Regions from separate parts of the Mus musculus genome. Here regions 2 and 3 are each linked to region 1. The links are chromatin contacts, called in public HiChIP or PLAC-seq and promoter capture Hi-C maps. All regions are on one chromosome and are shown on one strand. The core of a region is the stretch at or near the end of the contact, and the rest is flanking DNA. Distances in the headings are between cores, read along the strand shown. Region 1 holds the start of Fuz (fuzzy planar cell polarity protein). Region 2 holds the start of Ftl1 (ferritin light polypeptide 1). Region 3 holds the start of Dhdh (dihydrodiol dehydrogenase (dimeric)).

Evidence for each region. HiChIP or PLAC-seq counts read pairs in DNA pulled down with a chosen protein or histone mark. Capture Hi-C pulls out chosen DNA fragments and counts their contacts.
Region 2: a contact with region 1 is called in an H3K27ac HiChIP or PLAC-seq map of thymic regulatory T cells, with 4 times the contacts expected there. The contact joins the promoter of Ftl1 here to the promoter of Fuz in region 1. A contact is called at or near these places in 3 of 39 promoter capture datasets (cranial neural crest, liver and neural stem cells), 1 of 484 Hi-C or Micro-C datasets (CD8 T cells), 4 of 115 datasets of contacts at active chromatin or transcription factors (astrocytes, bone marrow-derived macrophages, pancreatic cancer cells and 1 more) and 3 of 9 other capture datasets (adipose tissue, liver and macrophages).
Region 3: a contact with region 1 is called in a promoter capture Hi-C map of liver, with 4 times the contacts expected there. The contact joins the promoter of Dhdh here to the promoter of Fuz in region 1. A contact is called at or near these places in 1 of 115 datasets of contacts at active chromatin or transcription factors (astrocytes) and 1 of 9 other capture datasets (liver).

The regions. Positions count from the first base shown.
Region 1 is chr7:44,894,085-44,897,432 of GRCm38.p6, forward strand. It overlaps Fuz (fuzzy planar cell polarity protein), which reads left to right and starts at 1,995. Exons shown (of 11, transcript NM_027376.3): 1 at 1,995-2,278; 2 at 2,463-2,584; 3 at 2,831-2,915; 4 at 3,177-3,245. The coding sequence starts at 2,168.
Region 2 is chr7:45,458,356-45,461,515 of GRCm38.p6, forward strand. Ftl1 (ferritin light polypeptide 1) reads right to left here and starts at 1,531. Exons shown (of 4, transcript NM_010240.2): 1 at 1,175-1,531; 2 at 729-875; 3 at 180-305. The coding sequence starts at 1,276.
Region 3 is chr7:45,487,319-45,490,780 of GRCm38.p6, forward strand. It overlaps Dhdh (dihydrodiol dehydrogenase (dimeric)), which reads right to left and starts at 1,487. Exons shown (of 7, transcript NM_027903.4): 1 at 1,356-1,487; 2 at 742-853. The coding sequence starts at 1,445. It also overlaps a transcript of Tulp2 not described here.

The DNA.
Region 1 (3,348 bases), core at 745-3,244:
TAAAAACAACATCCAAAAAAGTTACTTTAAAATATTGTTTCATAGGATCTAGAGAGATAGCAGCTAAGAGAACTGGCTGTTCTTTCAGCGGACTGCTATTCAAGTCCTAGCAACCACAAGGCAGTTCAACTCCAGTTCCAGGGTATCCAACACCCTCATATAGACACCCATTAAAGCAAGACATCAATGCACATGAAATATAAATAAATAAATTATTTTAAATTATTTAATTTAATAAACAAAGCAATTGCTCTCAGACATACAGTAATCAAGCAGCTAAAACTGCTAACTCAGCAGGGTGTAGCAATGCAACATGGGAGAACTGAGCATAAGGACCAAGGCCAGCCTGGGCTACACAGCACGATTTTGTCTCAAAAAATTATTTTGTTTTATTGTATCATTTAAAATACAGAAGGAGAAATCTAATATTTGTCGGTGGAAAAAATTGTTCAATTCCTTGCACTTATCAAAATTGAGTATAGCCGGGCAGTGGTGGTGCACGCCTTTGAGGCAGAGGCAGGTGGATTTCTGAGTTTGAGGCCAGCCTGGTCTACAGAGTGAGTTCCAGGACAGACAGGGCTACACAGAGAAACCCTGTCTCAAAAACCAAACAAACAAACAAACAAACAGAGTATAAAAAGACATTAGAAGGGCTGAGATGGGGGCTGGACTGGACTGGAGAGATGACTCAGCTGTTAAGAGCATTGACTGGTCTCCCAAAGGTCCTGAGTTCAAATCCCAGCAACCACATGATGGCTCACAACCATCTGTACAGCTACAGTGTACTCGTATATATAAAATAAATAAATAAATCTAGAAAAAAAAAAGAAAGGAAGAAAGAAAGAAAAAAGAAAGGAAGAAAGAAAGGAGACTGAGATGTTGAAAAAGGAATCGGAATTTCAAGGACACATGGCAAGTCCCAGGTCTGCATGGGCTACATGAGACCACACCTCAAAAATACACTAAACAACAACAAGCAAAAGAGAAAGAAAGGAAAGCAAAGAAAAAGAGAGTGGCTGGCATTCGCCATTCCAGGCCAAACAGCTACCCTGAGTTCCAGGCCAACCAGGCCTAAAGGCTGCAACTCACCCAGAAAGTAGAAAATAAAGACACGAAGCTGTAGCCATACTATTTTAATAGCCATACTATTTTAAACTAGAAAATAAATTTTGATTCTTACAGTGCGTGTGCCATGGCATGTGTACAGAGGCCAGCTTTGTGGAGTGAGCTCTCTATTCTACCATGAAGATTCCAGGGGTTACAAGCTTCTCAGGTCTTCATGGCAAGCCCTGGGATGTGCTGAGCCATCTCCCTGGCTCCTAGCCATCCTTTGGAAGAAAGCTTTGGAAGTGATAGTACAGTGATCATATCTGTGAAAATCTGTCTTGCTACCTCGGTGCTAACTTCTATTGTTGCATGGAACAAAGTTTTCCGTGTTTTACCTTTCGACACGATACACCATCATTGGCATTAATTCGTTACAGAAATTACGTGGTTTTCATGATTTTGGAAAAGGTTCTCTTCTGCCTTTCACTAATAACAAAAACAACCATCTCATTTGGTGGTTACTAGGCAACACTGCCTGGATCAAACCATTCTGAAAAAATGAGAGGGAGACGGTGGCACAGCGGTTCGGAGTTTTGAAACAGAAATTATTGTGAATGGTAGTTGCTAGGCAACGCCTGAGCATACGGCCATCTTTGACTGGGGCAGGGTATTTCCCACTATGGAATGAAAGGCCACGCTGCAGTTGCCAGGCAGTGCCTTAGCACTGTCCCCATCCTCAACCAGTTGTTTAAAAAAAAAAAATTAGCACGTAATTACAGCACACATGAAGGTTTGTAGGCAACACCTTAGCACCATCACCATCTTCAAACTAGATTCTTCATTCTCGTTATACAAAAGATGTGAAGCTGTCCAGGAACAACTTGAACGCTTGGCAAGCAATACTTGTCGCCATCTTTGTTAGGGTCATGATGACTTCCGGCCGGGGCGGAAAAAGAATCCTGTTGGAGGGGCTGAGTTGATGAAGGCAGGAATTTAGCCATCCGGCTTCTCGCCCTCTGGCGGCTCCAAACGGCAGGCCGACTTGCTTTCACTACCCGCATGCTCCTAGATCCACACCGAGAGTCTCCAGGGGGGTGACTTGTCGGGTGCGGGCTTCCAGATGGGGGATGAGGGGCCGGGAAGCCCGGTGCATCTGCTGTGCCTCGCAGCCTCTAGCGGGGTTCCCCTGTTTTGTCGGAGTAGCAGCGGCGGCGCCCCCTCCCGTCAACAGGTGGGGGCATTCGACTCCTTCGTCTAAATAAGGGGTTTGGGAAGCTGGGATGGCATACCGTGCAGGGAGTAGAGGCTCGGAGCCTTTAGGGGACTAATAAGCCTGGTTTCCTGAAGAACTTTGGGGGGATGTGGGGAGACGGCAAAGTGGGACAGTGAGGTCTCAATGCTTCCCCACTCTTCAGCTTCCTTTCTCTGTCATCGGCTCTCTCAATGGAGTCCACATGTTCGGCCAGAATCTGGATGTGCAACTGAACTCTGCAAGAACGGAAGACACAACCGTAGTGTGGAAGAACTTCCATGACAGGTCCCTTGGCGGGAGCAAGGGAACAAGATCTGGGCAGTGGTTCCTGGCTTAGGTGACCCCAGAGTCCTGCCAGTGGTGACTTGGCTGTGGGAATCTTTGATAAGCTACTCACCCTCTCTGATCCCTGCGTTCCCAGCAGAATGTAGCCAGCAGCATAGGAATAGCCCAGAGACGCTGAAGCGCTTGGCTCCGTTTCCCAGGCCTGACCTCTACTTCATTCTTGCTTCTCTTCTTTCCTCCCCACAGTATCACTCTCATTGTTCTGTCATCTGAGGAGGGCACCTCTGAGCTGAGGCTGGAAAGAATGCTCCACATGGTGTTTGGGGCCATGGTGAGACTGGGCCCTTTTTTCTCCAAAACTCAAGAGAGCTGCACCCCCAGCCTCTTCTCCTTAGTCCAGACCTGCATTTTTTTCTCACACCCAGACATCCAGACCTCAGCCCTCTTCCCTCATACCTAGGAGTCCAGGAGCCCGACCTCCACCTTCATACACAGGGATCCAGACCTGGCCTTCCTCTCAACACCCATTCAAATACTGTCCTCTCTGACTAGATCCTATTAAGGACCCCGCTGTCCTATGTGATTCTTCTAGGTTCTCATTGTGGGACTTGAGGAGCTGACCAATATCCGGAATGTAGAAAGACTGAAGAAAGAATTGAGGGTGAGGCTGTGGGATGTGAGTGACGTTAGGATCCCTAAGTCGTGCCCATTTGTCTGGAACTACAATTCCCACTATGCATAGGGAAAGCCCATGGGTTCTTGAA
Region 2 (3,160 bases), core at 281-2,780, 560 kb after region 1:
AAAATCCTGCCCTCAAGGGCAGGTAGGTAGGTAGGTAGGTGTGTCCTCAGTACTGTGTGTGGTGCTTCTGCAATCTGCACTCGGGAGGCAGGAGGATTAAATTATTGGGAGCTGAAAGCCAACACACAACAGTCTAGGTTTTGTCAGAGAAGGGAAGAAATGATTAGCAAGGTACTTACATGAGGGTCCGCGCGGGCAGAACCCAGGGCATGCAGATCCAAGAGGGCCTGATTCAGGTTCTTCTCCATGGCCAAGGCAGCTTCCATGGCCTCCTGGGTTTTACCCCATTCATCTTGAGATGGCTTCTGCACACAAGAATATCAAGCCTAGATTACATCCTTCACCCAGCCAATATAAAACTGACTGCACAGGAAAAGTGGGCACAGTGGGGAAAAATAATGGGATACTGTCTTTAATCCCACCACTGAGAGACTGGGCGAGAAGACAGGAGGATCTCTTGATAGGAGGCAACCTGGTCTACATTGTGATTTCCATGCTAGCTAGAGAGACACCGCCTCTCCCCAGCCCAGCAGTCCTCATCTGTATTCTGTAATTACCCCCATTTTCCAGTTTCTGACATCCTGGTGGGTTTAGTTGCTCTACATACTCCTATTGTCTACACTAGTCCTGCCACCACTCCCTTCCAAGACGTCTATCCGGATGCCCAAACTATGGGGATGGCAAGTAAACGCACATGCTCGGTAGTGCCCAATACCCCCGCTTCTTACCTGCACATCCTGGAAGAGTGCACGGCCCCCGCGATCGTTCTGAAACTCGAGGAGACGCTCCGCGCCCTCGCGCTTCTCCTCGGCCAATTCGCGGAAGAAGTGGCCTACGCCCTCCAGAGCCACGTCATCCCGATCAAAAAAGAAGCCCTGCGGGAGGTTACAAATACGAGTTAACGGAACGCGGTGGCTCGGCTCACACTGTAAACTTCAATCGCAACACTCAAGAGGTAGAGGCAGTACGTGTGAGATTTCGAGGGCAGCCCGGTCTGCCCAGCGAGTTCCAGTCAGACAAAACTACTATGTACACAGCGCGCAGGGAGAGGGAGAGGTCGGAGCACAGTCTCTGCCCTGCATGGAACAAAGAAGGCCCGCGCATGCGCAGGAGGGTGGGTGTGATGGACCCCCCCCCCCCCCCCCCGTTCAGAAGGCAACCCCGAGCTGCTCACCAGAGAGAGGTAGGTGTAGGAGGCCCGCAGGTGCAAGTTGACCAGGCGGTTCACGGCAGCTTCCACCTCGGTGGAATAATTCTGACGAATCTGAGAGGTCATGGCTGATCCGGAGTAGGAGCTAACCGCGAAGAGACGGTGCAGACTGGTCCTAGGAGCTGAAGGCAGCGAGGAGATGGTCCCGGAGGCTGCGACTGGAGAGACTTGTAAAGGCGGCTGGAAGCGAGTACAGTGGGAATCCCCGGGTCTGTTCCGTTCAAACACTGTTGAAGCAAGACACAGATCCACGGGACCTCCAAGGCGCTGCTCTAAGTCCCGGGCAAGGAGCGCTCCTTTTATAGCATGTTGACCCTCCGGAGGGAGGGGTGCCCCAGGCCCGAGACTAACCAATCGGCGGTGGCGTGAGGCGGAGACGGAAAAGTATACTTGACCAATCCGGAGCTGAGGGGAACCTCGCTCCCCACCCACCCAGTCCCATGAGATGAAGTCACGGGACTGGAGCGCGAGGCCTTGTGAAATGGAGGCTTGGGGGAGGGGCGGTGGTCCGGATCCGGAGGCGCAACCTGGAGGGGTCGCAGGGTTCTGGGCTCCGGGTCACTGAGACCCTGGGGAGGGGATGACTTCGAGGTCCTTTTCTGGGTGTCTCACAAAAGAGAATTTTGGGGCCTGAGAACATGGATCTGGGGATGGGCTGAGTGTGGGGTAATGTCTGTAAATGCAAAGGGAACCTCCATATGTCCAATTGCACACAATGAAGGGATATGTCACGTCATGAGGAAGTCTGGTATTCCAAAGATTCTAGAGATCTCCTTGAGGGAATGGAAGGGATGCCCAGAAGTATAGGGTTTTAGGTTCACCATAGGAACTAAGATTGTTTGCTTGTTTTTCTGTTTTCTGTAACCCAGGAGGTCGTGAAGCCCTTTGAGGGCTTGGAGTGGGCAGAGAGCCTTGGGTTACCGTGTGTGCACCTCCCTCGGGTGCTCTGGAAGGTGACATGTGGAGGCCCAGACAGGACTTTGGAGTTCTGGTCAGCCTGTCTGTCTGGGTCTGTGTCAGTGAACCTGTCTTTCTAGAAACAGACACGCATGATGGCGCTTGGAGAATTGCTGGGCTCCTTCCTGGAGTTTGGTCCAGAAGCCTCCTTGCAGGTTGCTCTTTTGGAATCAAAAGGCCCGAGAGTTAGGGAGAGCAAGAACTCAGGACCCAGAAACAGACAGTCAGTCTTACGCAGAACAGTTGGGGCATGCAAGGCCCAACTGGACTTTTGAGGACAGGACGGGCTCATACCAGGGTCTAATCTCAGAAGCCTGGGAAGAGAGCAAAGGGAAACGAGCCCAATCATGAAAAGGGGCTAAAGGAAGAAACAGTAAGATGGGTCAAGGGAGCCACGCGGAGCAGGAAGAATGTGCTGCTGAGGCCCTTAGTGGAAGGGGTAGCAAGGCCAGTTCTGCTGAGTCACGCTGAGCTCAGCTAGGCAGTGGGGCGGGCGGCAGGCCACACCCGGGCTGACAGCCAGAAGTCCCCCGGCTAAGGGGCTTGTGGTCTGTTTTCCCTGTGTGGTCAGGCAGCTGTACGGCTCTGGAGTGGCTAGCCTACACGTATCTTTCTCCTGACTTGACGTCTGCGGTGGTCTGTTGATTTGGGGGTCAGAGTTACTCATTAACCACAGTGCTCCAGAACCTGACCTCTGGCCTTCAACCCGACAGGCCTGGACAAGGCTGTAAAGGTGGAAAAAGATAAAACCCGGAAGCCACAGGGGACAAGGAAAGGAGAGAGGTACACAAATTTGAGTGGCAGAATCTCAGACTGGGGGATTGAGGGTGGAACAAAAGACCAAGTCCCCTTAAAATGGCTTCCTCTTCCCTTCTGGCACCTCTGGTAATCCAGCATCTAGGAGTCTGCTCCAGTTCCGGTGGCCTCCTCCCTCCCTCCCTCCCTCCCTCCCTCCCTCCCTCCCTCCCTCCCTCCCTCCCTCCCTCCCTCCAT
Region 3 (3,462 bases), core at 237-2,736, 590 kb after region 1:
GGAGAAATTAGATATTCTGACAGGGAAGATCAAACTTGCCCATAATCAGCAGTCTCCGATTAACATCCCCCCAAACTCCCTTTCTGACCCCTGGCTTTACTCAGGGGTCTCCTTTCTTCCCTCTCTTTTCTTCTTATGTAGTGTTAGGGGGTTGAAAGGGTGGAAGAACCCACAAAGTAGCAAAAGACAGTTACACTTTTGGGAGGCTGAGGCAGGAGGACAGCCAATTGGAGGCTATGTGTGAGGTCTATCTCAAAAGCCCAAGTGGCCAAGCATGCTTGCCTACACCTTTAATCCCAGTGCTTACAAACTGGAAGCCAAGGCAGGTGGATCTCTGAGAATCTGAAGCCAGCCTGGTCTACATAATAAAGTTTCAGGCCAGCCAGGGCTATACAGTGAGTGAGACCGTCTCTCAAAATAAAATAAAAGTGTGGGATTCAGCTCGGCGGAGCTTTTGCCTAATGTGTGAGAGGCCTTGGGTTCCATATCCAGTATCGCAAAATAAACAAGTAAATAAATTCTTACCAGATTTTCTAGCCTTGGGAGAAACTTAAAACTTAGCCTTGGCTAAGCACAGATTAATATTGTTCAGCCAGTCTCGGGTCACGTGTAAGCCTATTAACTGTCTCCTAACCAGGCCGAGCCTGAGCCTTTCCAAAGACCACCCCTGCAGCCCAGTGCATCTGTAGGCAAGAAGCAGTGCCTAGCTCTGCCCCCACCTCCCTGGTCCAGGCCACTCACCCACGTTTGGGTCCTTGGCCAGTTCCTCATAAGAGCCATAGGCCTTGGGGATGTTGAATTTCTGTGCGAACTCCTCGGCCCGGTTCAGGTCCCTCGCAGCTACCGCTACCACCTAGCGTGGGATTCAAAGGGTTGAGATGTGGAAGACAAAGTAGACGAGCTATGGAGGAGGCTGCAGTGGGGAGCATCTAGCCTCCTCCAAGATGGCTAGGGAAGGTATTACTGGTGGGGAGGGGAAGCAGATTGGGGGGGGGGGCAGACTTAGGCTGTGCTTGGTACATGGCAAGACTGAATAGAGAGGAAAGGGGAGTCTGTAAGCAAGCCCAGGATCCTCCCCGACTGCCCCATGGCTTCGCCTCCCAGCAGCTGATACCTACCCCCTGCAAACCGCGAGCCCCTCAGACTGGGGCGCATAGGAGGTGTGAGCTGAAAACAAATCTCTTATGGCCTTGGGGACCAGAAGGGTCCCCTTCTCTTCTCAGAGTCACTGCCTTAGACCTAGGGACTCTCCTCCCTCACACTCGGGGCTCCCTCGTTCCTCGGACTAGGGACTCTTTCTTAGACCCTCGGCTCCACTCCTCCCTCGGACCCAGTGTCTTCCAAGGGACGTGCACCTGGTGCTCCGAGGAAGGCAGTGAGCTCAGCACGGTGGTAAAGTCGTTGGCAATTAAGCCAGCCGACACGATGCCCCAGCGCAGCGCCATTTTGCACGTCTTCTGCCTGCGGGGGCCGGAGGCGGGGCCAACGCCACCCCGCGCTGCAAGCCGCCCGCTTCCCTTTGACCCTCAGGACACGACCTCAGGACGTGAAACCGCAATCTCTCCACCCGTCTCCTCCTTCCCCTCCTCCCTGCGCCCGCCCTTCTCCCTCCCTCCTTCTCCTTCTCCTTCTTCTCAGTGCCTAACTCTTGCCCAAGCTGGCCTGCAATTCACAATATATATATATAGCCAAGGCTGCTTGCTGACCATAAACTCAAGGCAATCCTCCTGCCTCAGCTCCTTGAGTGCAGCAATACAGGCATACACCACCGTGCCTGTCTTTCAAGTTGCCTTTTTACTTTTTATTTTGAGATGGGGATTTGCTATTGTTATCAATTAGTCTGTGGGGCCCGGGCGTGGTGGCGCACGCCTTTGATCCCAGCACTCTGGAGGCAGAAGCCGGCGAATTTCTGAGTTCGAGGCCAGCCTGGTCTACAGAGTGAGTTCCAGGACTGCCAGGGCTACACAGAGAAACCCTATCTCGAAAAAAAAGCCAATAAAATAAAATAAAATAAAATAGTCTGTGGTCTCAAGAAAATGACCACAGGATCCAAAGTATTTCTGACAAAGCAAACGTTTTACTTCTGGAGAGGACCCAAGTTCTGTCCACTTGGCAGCTCGAAACCATCTTCCAGGATATCCAGTGCCGCCTTCTGTCCTCTGAGGGCACCAGGCATGCACATGGTGGGCATGCATGCATACAGACAAAACTCTTCAACGCATAAAATAAATTAGGAAGGAAGGAAGGAAGAAAAAGAAAATATGGAGGAGGAGGATTCCTTGGAACCAGAGTTGCAGGTGGCTGTGAGCCGTTCATTATATAGATGCTGGGAAGAACAGTAGATGCTCTTAACCTGAGCCCTCTCTCCACCCCCCAGATTATGTCTTTACAAGTCTCTTTAATGATGGAACTTGATTTATCTCACTTGCCGTCGAGAGGGGAAAGAATGTGCACCTTACTGATAATAGCTCCTCTTCACTTACAGCCCAGTTTCATTCTCTCTCGTCTGATCCACTGAACACTGACTGACTGTGCCCAGGTGTTCACAAGTCTCCTATTTAGTAAGGCATAGGAGGCTAATCAGTTATTGTGCTTAACTGATTGAACTAAGTGGCGGCGAGGCAACAGGGACTTTCAGCACTGGAGCGAGGGAAGCCAGGGCTGAGGTCACCTTCTCCTCCCATCTTCACGTAAGCCTTTGCCAGGAAAGACCGTTCCCTGTCACAGGCGCCACAGGTACACGTGCTTAAGATAGCAATCCTCCTGCCTCAGCTTCCCAAGCAGCTCGTACGGACAGGCCTGGATCACAGGCCTCAGAGCTGGTCCTGTGTCCTGTGACCCCTGGAGTTAGGGACAGAGTTGTCTTCCATGTCCTTCTGTTTCTTCTTGGCTTAGCCCTGGACCTCTCTGGGGGTCACTTTTCTGTTCTGGAGACTGAAGTCCCCACAGTTTCTACTTAGAAGAAAGTCTTAAGAGGATTAACTGAGTTCTATGGCCTATTATGTAAATATACTCAACCGGTTGGCAAAGTCTACCTTCACCAAGACTCCAATTTCCCTTGCCTGTAAGACCTTGGTAGCTGGAGGCGGTGCCCAGATTGTAAAAACCCCAAAGAGATCACCAGGAATCACAACCTGCTGTAATTGCAGGGTCTTTATTCAAGTTTGAGCTTAGGTCCCCAACCTTCTTGATGGAACAGGAAAGAGTGAAGCCTCTAAGTGAAGGGGGGTTATAAAGGAAAAAACCCCACAAGCAGGGTTTTCAAGCCGTGGCATTACAGGAGAGGATAAAGGAATGCCGCCCTCAAACCTGTAACATTTCTTCAGACGGGGGTGGGGGGTAGGGGGGTGGGGGGGGATCAGAACGGCACAGCTGGAAAGGGACCTTTCTGACCTGGGAAAAGTAACTTGTGCTGTTAGAAGCTGGTGCAGTTTTACAGCTGGCCACAGCTGTCTGGGAACA